3 separate regions of the Mus musculus genome follow, and regions 1 and 2 are each linked to region 3. A link is a contact called in public Hi-C data. All regions are on one chromosome and are shown on one strand. Each heading gives the region's core, a stretch centred on a gene start, on an enhancer-like site or on the middle of the called end of the contact. The rest is flanking DNA. Distances are from core to core; before and after follow the strand shown. Region 1 has its middle 42 kb from the start of Gm32240. Region 2 has its middle 130 kb from the start of Gm32240. Region 3 overlaps Fggy (FGGY carbohydrate kinase domain containing).

Region 1 (3,797 bases), core at 653-3,152, 620 kb after region 3:
TTAGCGACCTCATTTAAGGGCAGTAGGCTGATGATGTCGAGTGACTTGTTTGATATGCAGGCAGCAAAGCACAGAAGCAGAGCTTAAACTTAGGCGTTTGACGGCCTGACTACTGATCCATAGTCCTTCCTGGTTTTTTGATGACAACACGCCAGTCTTGGCTCTGCCACTTTTTGACATTGTGACCTTGAGCAATGTACCTCTCCGTTCTGACTCTGTTTCTTCCTTAAAAGGGAAGATGGTAGGCAATGGTCATCTGTTAATCTCCTTGTGATGACCTGAAGTCCTAGGACGTGGCCACATGGCCATGCACTCCTATAGCCACAGCTTCTCACTGAACCTGGCTCTCTGACAAGGATCCTCAGGTAAGAACACTGACAGTCCTTTCTACGATCACTAGCGATTTACACCAGTCTCCAGACTAGCACACACCTTTCTATAGGTATACTGTCTAGGCTTGCTCTTGGCTAATGCATCTTGTCCTGGAGCCAAAAACCTATTAGGAGAAGTGAGATAACAAATCCAAACATGATTTTCTCATAGAATTGCACTAAATTCTATTCTTTCCTCATTGATCCACTGAGGATTCATGCACCTCTGAGCCACAATGTCCCTGTGTATTTCATACTAAGAGTGGTTTAAGGAAACAGAAGTCCCTTCCATGCCTAATCTTTTCTGAAGTGGGACATTACCTGAGGGAGAACTTGCTGGTAAGAGTGAGCCATTAAACAAAGACCCATTCTCCAGGGAGACCCTGCCCTCAGTTAGTTCCAGATGTCTGTTTTGGAATCATTGGCTACTATCCCAAGTTCAAAGGCATATTATGGGGAATGTCCCTGGAAAATCAGGAGTTTATTACTGTGGAGAGTAGGAAAGGGGAGCAATAGAGCTACCCCAGGCAAGGGAAGGCCTTGCACCAGGTGAAGAGGTATGGTGTTCTTTAGAGTATTTCACCCTCCTCTATCACATGTGTTCATAAGTATAGATCCTAATCTCTCTGGGCCTTTTTCCTCATCTCTTAAAAAAGCAGGCCAATCTGTTTTATTCACAACTACTGGGGAAGCTTACTGTAGAAGGGATGCAAAAGAGGGCTGCTTAGTACCGTGTAAGTGTCAGAATCACTCCTTTTTAGCTCTCTCTGCTTGCTATTTAAAGAGAATTGGGGGCTGTCAAGAAGACACAAGGAAATGCACGGCCAGATGTTCCCAGAAAACACACCTATGAAAACCAGGCAGTGATTACATCCTGAATCACAGAATCCTGAGACTGGAAACAGCTCTAATAATCAGGGGGTCAAGCTATATTGTTGGTCTCACAACTGTCCACCAGAGCATGAGTGCTGGTCATGGCTGGGAGCTCATTGTTTTTTAGAATGCATGCATGAAAAAAACCATGGGCTAGGGGAAAGCACTGGAATTTCCAGTGTTAGTCCTGCCGAGAATGGAGCCTTCCCTCTCTTCTCCTTTCCAATCTAACACCACTAAGCATTTTTAACTCTCAATATTCTCTAAGTTTGTCATCCCAGCAGCCTTTGCCCTTCATGTTTCTTTGCTCTTTCCACCAACTATGAAAGGCAGTGTACACCCCTGATGCTGTTGATAAGATATCTACTCCCATACGCACACCTCCAGAAAGTTCTCTGTGACCTCCCTACTCTAACCTGCGACCAGAGCATTTCTGTTCCCCTAGTTCCATTCACATGGGAGTGTGTTAAACATTGCTTGTTACCAATTGCTTACCCTGACTTGACTTCTGTTCCTCAGAAGCAAGGCCTGTCACATGCAACATTTCTGTCCCTAGCTCCTCAGCCAGGTCTGACTCCAAAGAAAAGGTCTGAGTGAGGAACTGAGCCTCTACAGGGCTAGAGAGGTAGGAGCAGAAGAGCCCTAAACTGTGCTGCTAAAGAGGAAGCAGTGGGAAACAGGCCAGAAACAGCCTTTAGCTGGTCTCATGAATGAAACTGAATAAAGAGAAAAAGGTTGTGTTTAAAAAAAAAAAATGCCCCAGGTTTTGTTTTGGTTTGATGTCTCTTTGTCCCCAGCTGAGGGCAAGGAAAAGCCAAGAAGAGCATCGTGGCATGTACAGCTTTTCTTTGTCTCTGCACTGTAGACAAAAGAATGCCAGACAAAGATCTCAAAAACACTATGCAATGTGAACAGCATTGTGCCTTTTTTAAGGTTTGGTTTCTTTTTAAGTGAAATGGTATTTATTGAATTGTCATGGATTAAAGAGTTTGCATTGGTTTCTAAACTATGCTTTTTAATTCTTTGAATAATATTTTGTGAATTCTTTGAGAATTTTATATACAACACTATGATACATTCATTCCCTCACTCCTCCCAGATTCACCTTGTCTACACTTACCTCCCCACCTAACCAACTTCTTCGTCTTCTTCATCCTTTTTCCATCCAGCCCAGTTTGGAAATGTTTTTAAGAAGGACAACGGGATAGAATTCCATTGTCTTAACCAAGTTACTTAATGTCTTAGGAAAAGGATGGGTAACATGGTTGCAACTTCCGTGACAGCTACTTTATCATGTGGTAGGTACTTTCTACAGTTATTCATAGTCATCCTGTGGGGTTTCACACATGAAAAAAACCTAATGGTCCAGAGGTGAAATAACTATTCCTGCAGCTAGAAGACCTATCCAGGTATAACCCAAACTAATGTTTTTATTGTTGTTTTTAGAGTTCTATTAACAATGTGGCAGATTGTTAGTTGCCTAGTGAACATCCACTTTGCCCTATGTACTGAGATAGGAAACTTCTGTTCTCTGCTGGATAAATTGCCACGTAGAATTAAGACATTGCCTAGTGTTCTTCATAGTCAGTGATAGTGTAGGACAAACTTCCCCCCAATGGCATGTGGGAAGTAAATGTAATGTCTGGTGGGACACGCAGGGATGGGCCCATGGTTTCTCCTGGTGCTGACCTGGACTGTAAGACATACATTTCCATGCTAGATCTGGAAGGTAGAATGTGATGTGCTAGTAAGGAGGTGGGGTTTTGATGATCATGTGCCTTGCACCAGCTCTGGACCTTCAGAAGCTGCGATACAACAGGAAATCATGGGTTTCAGGCTCTTCCTGAGATGAACAGAACTCTAAGGGCATTTGGTCTCGTTGCAATTTTTTTTCTGGGGGACTTTTAAAAAGTTATTTAAATATTTAAGACCCTGATTTTAAAAAACACACACTAGAAAAGAAATTTAGATGAAAACGAGTATTTTCAAAGGTTCTTTGTTATACTGAGGTGCCAAGTATAGGCACTGGGTAACCAGAGTTTCTAGGTCTGAGAGGACCATAGTAGGCAGAAATCTTTTTTCAAGGATTCCAATGTTCTTAGAAAGACAAGCAGCCATGCATTAATTTATTCAGTGCACTGAGTGTTGGTGTTGCTTGCCCACAAGTCTACTTAAGATTCTTACCATAATTACAAACACGGTTGGCCATGACTTCTACAGATACCCGATTGATACTGTGCTTGTTTTCTAAGGAAACTACAATTGGATCTGCATCTAGGGCCTGAGTTCCTTGCCTTGGTGACAACTCAGAAGAGACTAACAAACCACAGAGCACCTGGCAATGTATCTCATTCAGCTTTATCTTCCCAGTCTTCTTCACACCCTGCCATTTGTCAGGTTGTTCTCAAAGCACTTGCCTATGACCTATCCACAGGCAAGTAACTGCGCTGAGCCTGTTTCCCAGACTGAAAACAGCTAGTAGCATGCATGGCTCTGCACTGGAGTCTGGGTCACCTGAAAGCTAGCTGGCCATGAGGCTTACCACTGAGCTTG
Region 2 (3,516 bases), core at 468-2,967, 530 kb after region 3:
TATATCTCTCTCTTTCTCAACTTGGCAGGCACAAGGTCAGGATGTCATTTAGCATAGCCACCCTAGTCATTTTCTTCCTTGTATCAAGAATTGGATGCTGGGTGTGTGATCAGAGTAAACTGTTCTTGTCTTGATGCAGTCAGACCAGAAAACAGAAGCATTCAAGAGCATTCTAATGCTGCTCTCTTGGTCCTACTGCTACTGCATTTGTCTGTAGTGCTGAGGATCACACTCAGGGCTTCACACATGTGACACTTGCATTGTATAAGTGTGTGTGTGTGTGTGTGTGTGTGTGTGTGTGTGTGTGTGTGTGTGTAAGTCAGGTAAGGTTCTCTATGCTCCAAGACATGTATTATCAAATAAAAATATGACTACCACCAGATTTGGAAAAAAACAAAACAAAACAAGCAAAATGAATTTACTTTTTGTCGGACAGAAGGAAATCACATCACCCAATAAACCAGTTTAGTTGGCGCCCTGAGGCAGAAGTTGAAAGGCCTATGTGATAAGGGAAAGGAAATGAGATTACTACATAAAGCAAGGTTCGTGGTTCAAGACTCCATGGTTAACATATGTTATAGCTTCTTTTGCCAGTGCTCTGGCAAAATACCTGTCAGAAGCAATATAAAGAAGAACAGCTTGTTTTAGATGCTGGTTTAAAGGGACAGAGTCAGTCCTGGTGGAGAAATCATAGCAAGGAACAGGAGGCAACTGGTTACCTTACAGCTCTTTACTCGGGAAGAAGAAAGAACCAGATGCTGGTTGGCTCATTTTCTCCCTTTTTCCTTTTTAGTCACTCTAGGACCCTAATCCATAGGACAGAGCCGTCCATATTCAGGGTGAGTCTGCCCTCCCCAGTTAATCTCTTTGTGTCCAGTCAAGTTGACAGTGAAGACTAGCCATCACAGCTGATGAACTAGATCTTATCCTCTTTGTTATTATACCATGCTGACCAAAATCCCAGAAGAGTTCTCAAGGAAGTCCACAATGCTCACATCAACTCTCTAGTGCAATCCAGGGTCCTAGCGAAGGTGATTTCCCATGATGATAGCTCAGATTGGCAATGACTTGCAACAATTTGTTTCCTACCTCCAACTAATAGATAGGAACTGTAAGAATATCAAATATGAGTCCTTTCTAGCAAATACTATAAAACTTGTGTTTAGGACAAGAAATTAAAATCATTTTCTCTCTCCTACTTTGTAAGACTTTTATACAAATGTTTTAATCCTCCCCACCCAGTAAAACGTTTTGGTTACACAGAGGCCCACTGCTCTAGTCTAGGAATTTGCTACTAGGAGCAGTAACCCTTTCCTCCTAGGAAGAGTTACCCCTTGCCCTTTCTTCCATTTCCTGTGTGCCAATTATTTTCAGCCAGTGGGGAAAAGACATAGCCATCACCTGAGTTAGAATAAAAGCCAAGTGCTCTTCCTGAGAGCACTCTCTTGATCAAGGGTAAAGTTTATTTTGTCCAGATATTTCAGCTGAAGTAGCAGCCTGTTGCAACCCCATACCTACTTCTAGCAGAACTGAAATCCAGACAAGAAATGACAAAGATACCCATTGGTTTCAAAGTTCCCACCTCTTTGGGTGGCCAAATTTTATTGAAAGCCTCAAAAGTTAAGTAGGACAAAGGGTGAGTCTGGGTCCCACTGCAGAAAAGCTCGGGTATGTCATCCTCAACACAAAGCAGATAAAATCCAGATTCTCTGGAAACTGCACCAAGTGATGCAAATGAACCTTATCATTTCATCAGAGCCTTTCTTGAAGAATATGACAAGGGGAATTCATGGAGCAAAGATTGCAAAACCTAATAAAAACGCAATTCTCTTAAATCTTTCAAACTTCCCCTTTTAGAGCGCACTTGAAATGATTGTATGACTTCAGAGGATATATATATATTTTTTTAATTGCAAACTGTATTAGCATTGGCTTAATCCCTCCAGCATGGTATTAACAGTAACCAAAAGTAATACAGCTTTTCAACTAGAATCACTTACATTGAAAATGAGAAATTGAGTACCAAGAAAGACTTCCTTTAAAATGAAAAAAAATTAAGTTTCTGTATGTATAGTGAAAGAAGACGAATTTTCATTGCATTTCCCCCTTACTATTAAATATACAGACTATAACATCTTTAAGAATAAAATATCTATATAAAAGAATTTTAATAAGAAACATTCAAATGGGAAATTAGAAAAGATTAATCAAGAAATTTACTGGGCCAATAATGTTTTAACTTACAATTATTCAAACATTTGATTATGTACCTCCAATTGGAGAGCCAATATTGTCTTAATTTTGATCTCCACAGTAAACTGTAGTACTTTCTCTTAGAAGGAAACATGATAAACTCTACTGACCACTGGTTGGTGCTTTGGGAAAAACTTAAATGAGATAAACACAAAATTACCACATGAAAGCTTGCTTTCCAAATGAACACTGCATCTACTTCACTGAAGCTCAGGGATCCAGAGTAAAGGCCCTGGGATGTGCTCACCACACAGAACCTCAGCTGCACCGATGAACCCTCCTGCTGCGTACTTCTTTTTGAGATTCCTCGTATAAACATCTAATACAAGTGAAACAAGACTTGATGCATTTATAGTATAACTAGCTTTATGAAAACACTCAGAGATGCCAATACAAACACACATACATACATACCCACACACACTTACAGGAAGGAAAGAAAAAAAGGAAGGAAGGAAGGAAGGAAGGAAGGAAGGAAGGAAGGAAGGAAGGAAGGAAGGAAGGAAGGAAGGGGAAAGCTTGGGCAGACTCTGTGCCTTTTTGCAGAGCCACCTTTCATAGTTTCTTCAGGACTTTCATAATGACAAACAATATTGAAATGCCCAAATGAGGAAGTCTCGGGGATGCCAACTATCACTATGCTAACTATACCCAATGCCAGTTTTCATCAGAAGTAATTACAAGATTTTGTGGCTTGATGTCAGCAAAGCAAAGTGTACAATTTCGCTTTAAGAATGGTTTCATTCTGTAATATCCTAATAATGCTGTGATGTCCATTTCAGGAAACACTGATATAACTACAAATAGCTACCAGGTGGCTATGGATATTTGCAAGGACTGTGTTTCCTAAGTTGCCCTCGTCAGGGTATTTTATCCCAGCAACAGGGTATTTTATTCCAGCAACACAAAAAGGAACTTCTACGGAAGCTTTCTGGGGACTGACTACAGGTCATCACAATGCAGAGCCTGAGACCTCCCTGTGAGTTCTTTCATGACTGTGGCCCGAAGCAGCTGTGACATCAGTGTTGTCATTCTCTTGTCTCAGCCCAGCTTTCTGAAAGTCAGAAACTGCAAATGATGTCTCCATGTTCACACAGACTATGATGGATGGCTAGGCATGCTGGTCATCTTCAAGTCTCCTTCCTGCAGGACTGGACAGGTCCTGATATGCATGCATACTCTTTATCCCCCATCTGTGTGCAGCCCTGAGAATATTCAGCTCTAAAACTGGGATGATGTAATCTATCACCTTGGATTCTCTTA
Region 3 (3,694 bases), core at 201-2,700:
AGGGAAGAGAGTACACATCTCTCCCCGCACCAGCATGCCCCAGCCTCCATGGGTTTTGTTTGTTCTATAGACTCATCAATATACTGTCACCACAGAGCCTTTGTCTTCTCTGCCACTGAGGGTTCCTGCCAAGCATCCTTCATTAGGATGGTGACTCCCATTGCTCTTATCATCAGCTTTGCATATCCTCTCTCCCTAACCTGTCTTTGCTCTTTTCATTGCTTCATTTTCTCTTACTTCATTGCCTGCTTCTTGGGCAGTGGAATGTAAGCTCTGTGGCTGATGACATTCAGAGCACAGAAAGCTGGTGCCAGAAGGTAAAGGAGATACCGGAGTTTTGAGTAGAGCTGGGTAGAGAGACTAAGGACAGTGACACTGACTTCAAAACATTTAAAGACCTGATGATAGCCCTTCCTGCCCATAATTCATTACAATCCTATGACCGAGCATGTTGACATTGTTCTTTTGCAATGCATAAACACTTCATCAACATGTGTGGAACAACCATAATAGTAGTTCCTGACCCTTGCTATGGAACTTACATGGGTTGTTTCATGTAAAGCGATTAGAAGAGTGTCCAGCATGCAAACAGCATCAGAAGCAGCATCTGCCACACCGCTGTGTGCACAGATATGGTGGGTTTGTGTGTTCTGCTTCTGTGAATTATATATGGCGTGTATTGCACGTATTTTTGGTTTTTAAAACAAAGCTTGAAATTTCTACAATGAACGATGTGAAACATGTGCTCCCTATTTTAAATTCAAAGTAGGCAGTGTTGAACATTTTATAGGGATTGTTTTCAGTGTTTATGTAGTCAGAAACTTTTAATATGTTTGTAATAGGCATATACGACTTTTTAATCAAAGATTTAAAAGTTTTAAGACATGTAAGCGGGGAGGCGCAAGTTAAGAGCTCAAAATCTGGAACCGATGAAAATATGCTAATGGGGAGAATGATTGGCTAAAAGTCCCAAACACAACTTCTTAGGGGTAAATATGAGTCAAAAGAACTAGATGGAAGGAAGAGAGGACTGGAGATATGAGAAACAAGAAATCACAGCAGTTGCAACACCAGCAAATAGCCATTTCTCTGTAGGCTGCAGGGAATGCCTGTGGCAAAGGCTGGGACAGTGCACACACTGCTGCAATAAGAGGAACAGTTATACACAGCAGGGGTGTACAATGGTATTTCACTAATAACTTTGAAAGTTTGCTGGGGTGGTATGTGTGACCCCTCTCCTCCCCATCTGTCCTGTCCTTCGTTACTTCCCTTCTTTGTACCAAATGAGAAGCCTACTAGACGGAACTGCAATTTTGTCTTGTCCAGACTCAATTATTCCTTCAACTTCAAGAAACTAGATATTTTTTATTCCAAAGGAGGAATGGGATTGCTTTAGAAAGACAGCATTTAGCAGCCCTTGCAATGTTCATTAGTGCCACTGGGTGTCACTATTGCAAAACCAACAAAAAAACCAACCATTAAAAGGAAAAGTAACAACATTTAACTCAAGACACTACGAGAGTGATACCGGATCCAAAAGCAGACACTATATTGCAGAAGGTAGAAACAACTCATTTCTCTATGGCGATTATTAATTTCCGCCTTAATTCAATGGCTCACCCTAAGAAGAAATGACATTTCATTTCCCATTTGCAGATGTTGTTTTCTTTTCTTAAAACATTCCCATTTATTCACTAAGATGAAATCCACACAGAAAGTTTGCAGTACCAGTCGCTTTGTAATCACACTGTCTTCACCGGAGAAAGAAGCTTCCAGAATGAAAACACAAGAGAGTGAAGGAGGCCTGGCTGGGAGGAAAATAAATGCAGCTAACATTAGCTTGCTACTCACCTCAAAGCCATAATCTTATTAAATATATTTAAACATGGTTTTCATTTAGATTTGGCAGCTTGATTAATAGGGATGTATTAAATAATACCTGGCTGTTAAGGGTATATTTAGAAGTCACTGCCATGTAAAGCACACAACGTGCATAATCCAGCTTCATTATTACTTAAGGCTTCTCTGTTCTCTTGGCTGTGGGCACACACATATTAAACATTTAGCATGCACACTCAATGCGTGTTCAGCCCTTTTAAAAAGGCTTTCTGTTTAAACAGAAACATGCAATGGAAAATGAACTCAACTCTAAGAGAAAGGTAACGGATGCTTCCCTTTGCGGACCACTGTCCTGTTATCCAAAGAAAGGAGAGGGGAAGGTCCGGAGCAGTAGCTCAAGTAGCCAGCCTTAAAAAGATGCTCGGCTCCACAGAACCAAGGAAGGGTTCTGTATCCGAAATTTTTTCTTTATCAAAGCTGAGGTCAGTGAATGGCACCTGAACCACGAGGTAGTAAAGGAAGTAGAGGGGATGTGTTAGTGGTCAACAGAGGTGGGGGGGGGGGATGGATCGGTACTGTCCTGGGAATAATACTAGCCAGTAAACAAGGATAGGGACTGTAAGGAGGGATTGCTCTTAATGGCCAGGGAGACAGACAGAGAGAGAGAGAGAGAGAGAGAGAGAGAGAGAGAGAGAGAGAGAGAGAGAGAGAGAGAGAGAAAGACACCTCTAGTCAAAGTGGTTTATCTGCTTGTTTGTTTGTTGATAGTCTCCCTCCTGCACATTTTCTTTTTTGAGACAAGAACTCATTTTGTAGCCCAGGCTAGCCTCAAACTCCATCTGTATCCAAGGCTGACCTTGATTCATGCTGATCCTTCAGGCAAGGCCTCCTGCATGTTACCACACCTAGCGCTGCTGAGTGTTTTTATAGGGGGAAAAAAAAAGGGCTATCTCTGGCCTGCAGAACCCGCTTGGTCAGTTGGCATATTCTGCTGCCCTCTGTGAGTTTGCTTAGTAAGTCTTATATTGGAAGAAGACATTTGAGTGATCTGAATGTCACACATGGTCATATTCTGCTGCTTCAGAACAACCCAGGCAAACATGTAATCATGCCACCGCACTGTTTAGGAGACCATGTTTAAACCAGATAGGTACAGAAAACTGTCAACAATTCAAAACAATTTTTTTTTAAAAAGGACAAGTTTTAAAGTGAAGGTCTTAGTTTATCCTGTCCCTCAAAGAACTGCCTCAGACGCTCACCTGGGCATTTTGGAGTTGGGCTAGAAACAAGGCTACCCAAGGCAACACCTCACCTTTCAGACCTGTAACCTCAAACTTCCCCAAGGCTGAACGGAGGCTCGGAGCAGCAGCTAAAGAGAAATTGGGGTCCCGGTGGAAAGCACAGCATGAAATTCTATTCGTTGTCTGTGTTAGTCATATATGAGACTAGAAGGGGAGTCTGAATTCTCAGGTCCCAGGTCCCACTGCTGCTGAGTTTTACCACCAGGCCATTTGTCTCTGCCACTAGAAAGAAGTGGCTCTAATGAGAAGCTCAGTAACATCTTCATTTGTGACAGTCATAATGGGGGCACACAGAAGATCAGAAGGAGGAAGGAATTCCAACACATACTACAACATAGATGGATCTGGAACACATTGTTATGCTAGAAAGAAGCCAGTCACCCAAAGGCAAATGCTATTTAATGCTGCTTATACAATGTGGTTAGAGCTGTTGAAATTAGGTATATGCTGGTCAGGAGCTGTGGGAGCGGCTATGGAAGGGGCTATGCAGAATTACTGTTTCATGGGTCCAGAGTTTAGGCCCACGTGTTGAAAAGAGTTCTGGAAACTGATGG

The links. A called contact is a pair of places that touch in the nucleus more often than the background predicts.
Region 1: a Hi-C map of bone marrow-derived macrophages shows a contact between it and region 3, with 13 read pairs. The contact joins two enhancer-like sites. A contact is called at or near these places in 1 of 15 datasets of contacts at CTCF or cohesin (pro-B cells) and 1 of 484 Hi-C or Micro-C datasets (bone marrow-derived macrophages).
Region 2: a contact with region 3 is called in a Hi-C map of bone marrow-derived macrophages, with 14 read pairs. The contact joins two enhancer-like sites. A contact is called at or near these places in 3 of 15 datasets of contacts at CTCF or cohesin (the NIH/3T3 cell line, large pre-B cells and pro-B cells) and 5 of 484 Hi-C or Micro-C datasets (bone marrow-derived macrophages, embryonic somatosensory cortex, granulocyte-monocyte progenitors and 1 more).

Annotation. Positions count from the first base shown.
Region 1 is chr4:95,248,361-95,252,157 of GRCm38.p6, reverse strand. No RefSeq gene overlaps it. Among named protein-coding and RNA genes, the nearest start is that of Gm32240, 42 kb to the right of the region's middle. Within about 2 kb of position 1,902, at least 18 of the 459 cell types and tissues checked have an H3K27ac peak or open chromatin away from gene starts, as enhancers often do. A contact at or near this core is called in bone marrow-derived macrophages, where this site is marked.
Region 2 is chr4:95,339,377-95,342,892 of GRCm38.p6, reverse strand. No RefSeq gene overlaps it. Among named protein-coding and RNA genes, the nearest start is that of Gm32240, 130 kb to the right of the region's middle. Within about 2 kb of position 1,717, at least 10 of the 459 cell types and tissues checked have an H3K27ac peak or open chromatin away from gene starts, as enhancers often do. A contact at or near this core is called in bone marrow-derived macrophages, where this site is marked.
Region 3 is chr4:95,869,162-95,872,855 of GRCm38.p6, reverse strand. All of the region lies in intron 14 of Fggy (FGGY carbohydrate kinase domain containing), which reads right to left. Among named protein-coding and RNA genes, the nearest start is that of Hook1, 96 kb to the left of the region's middle. Within about 2 kb of position 1,450, at least 13 of the 459 cell types and tissues checked have an H3K27ac peak or open chromatin away from gene starts, as enhancers often do. A contact at or near this core is called in bone marrow-derived macrophages, where this site is marked.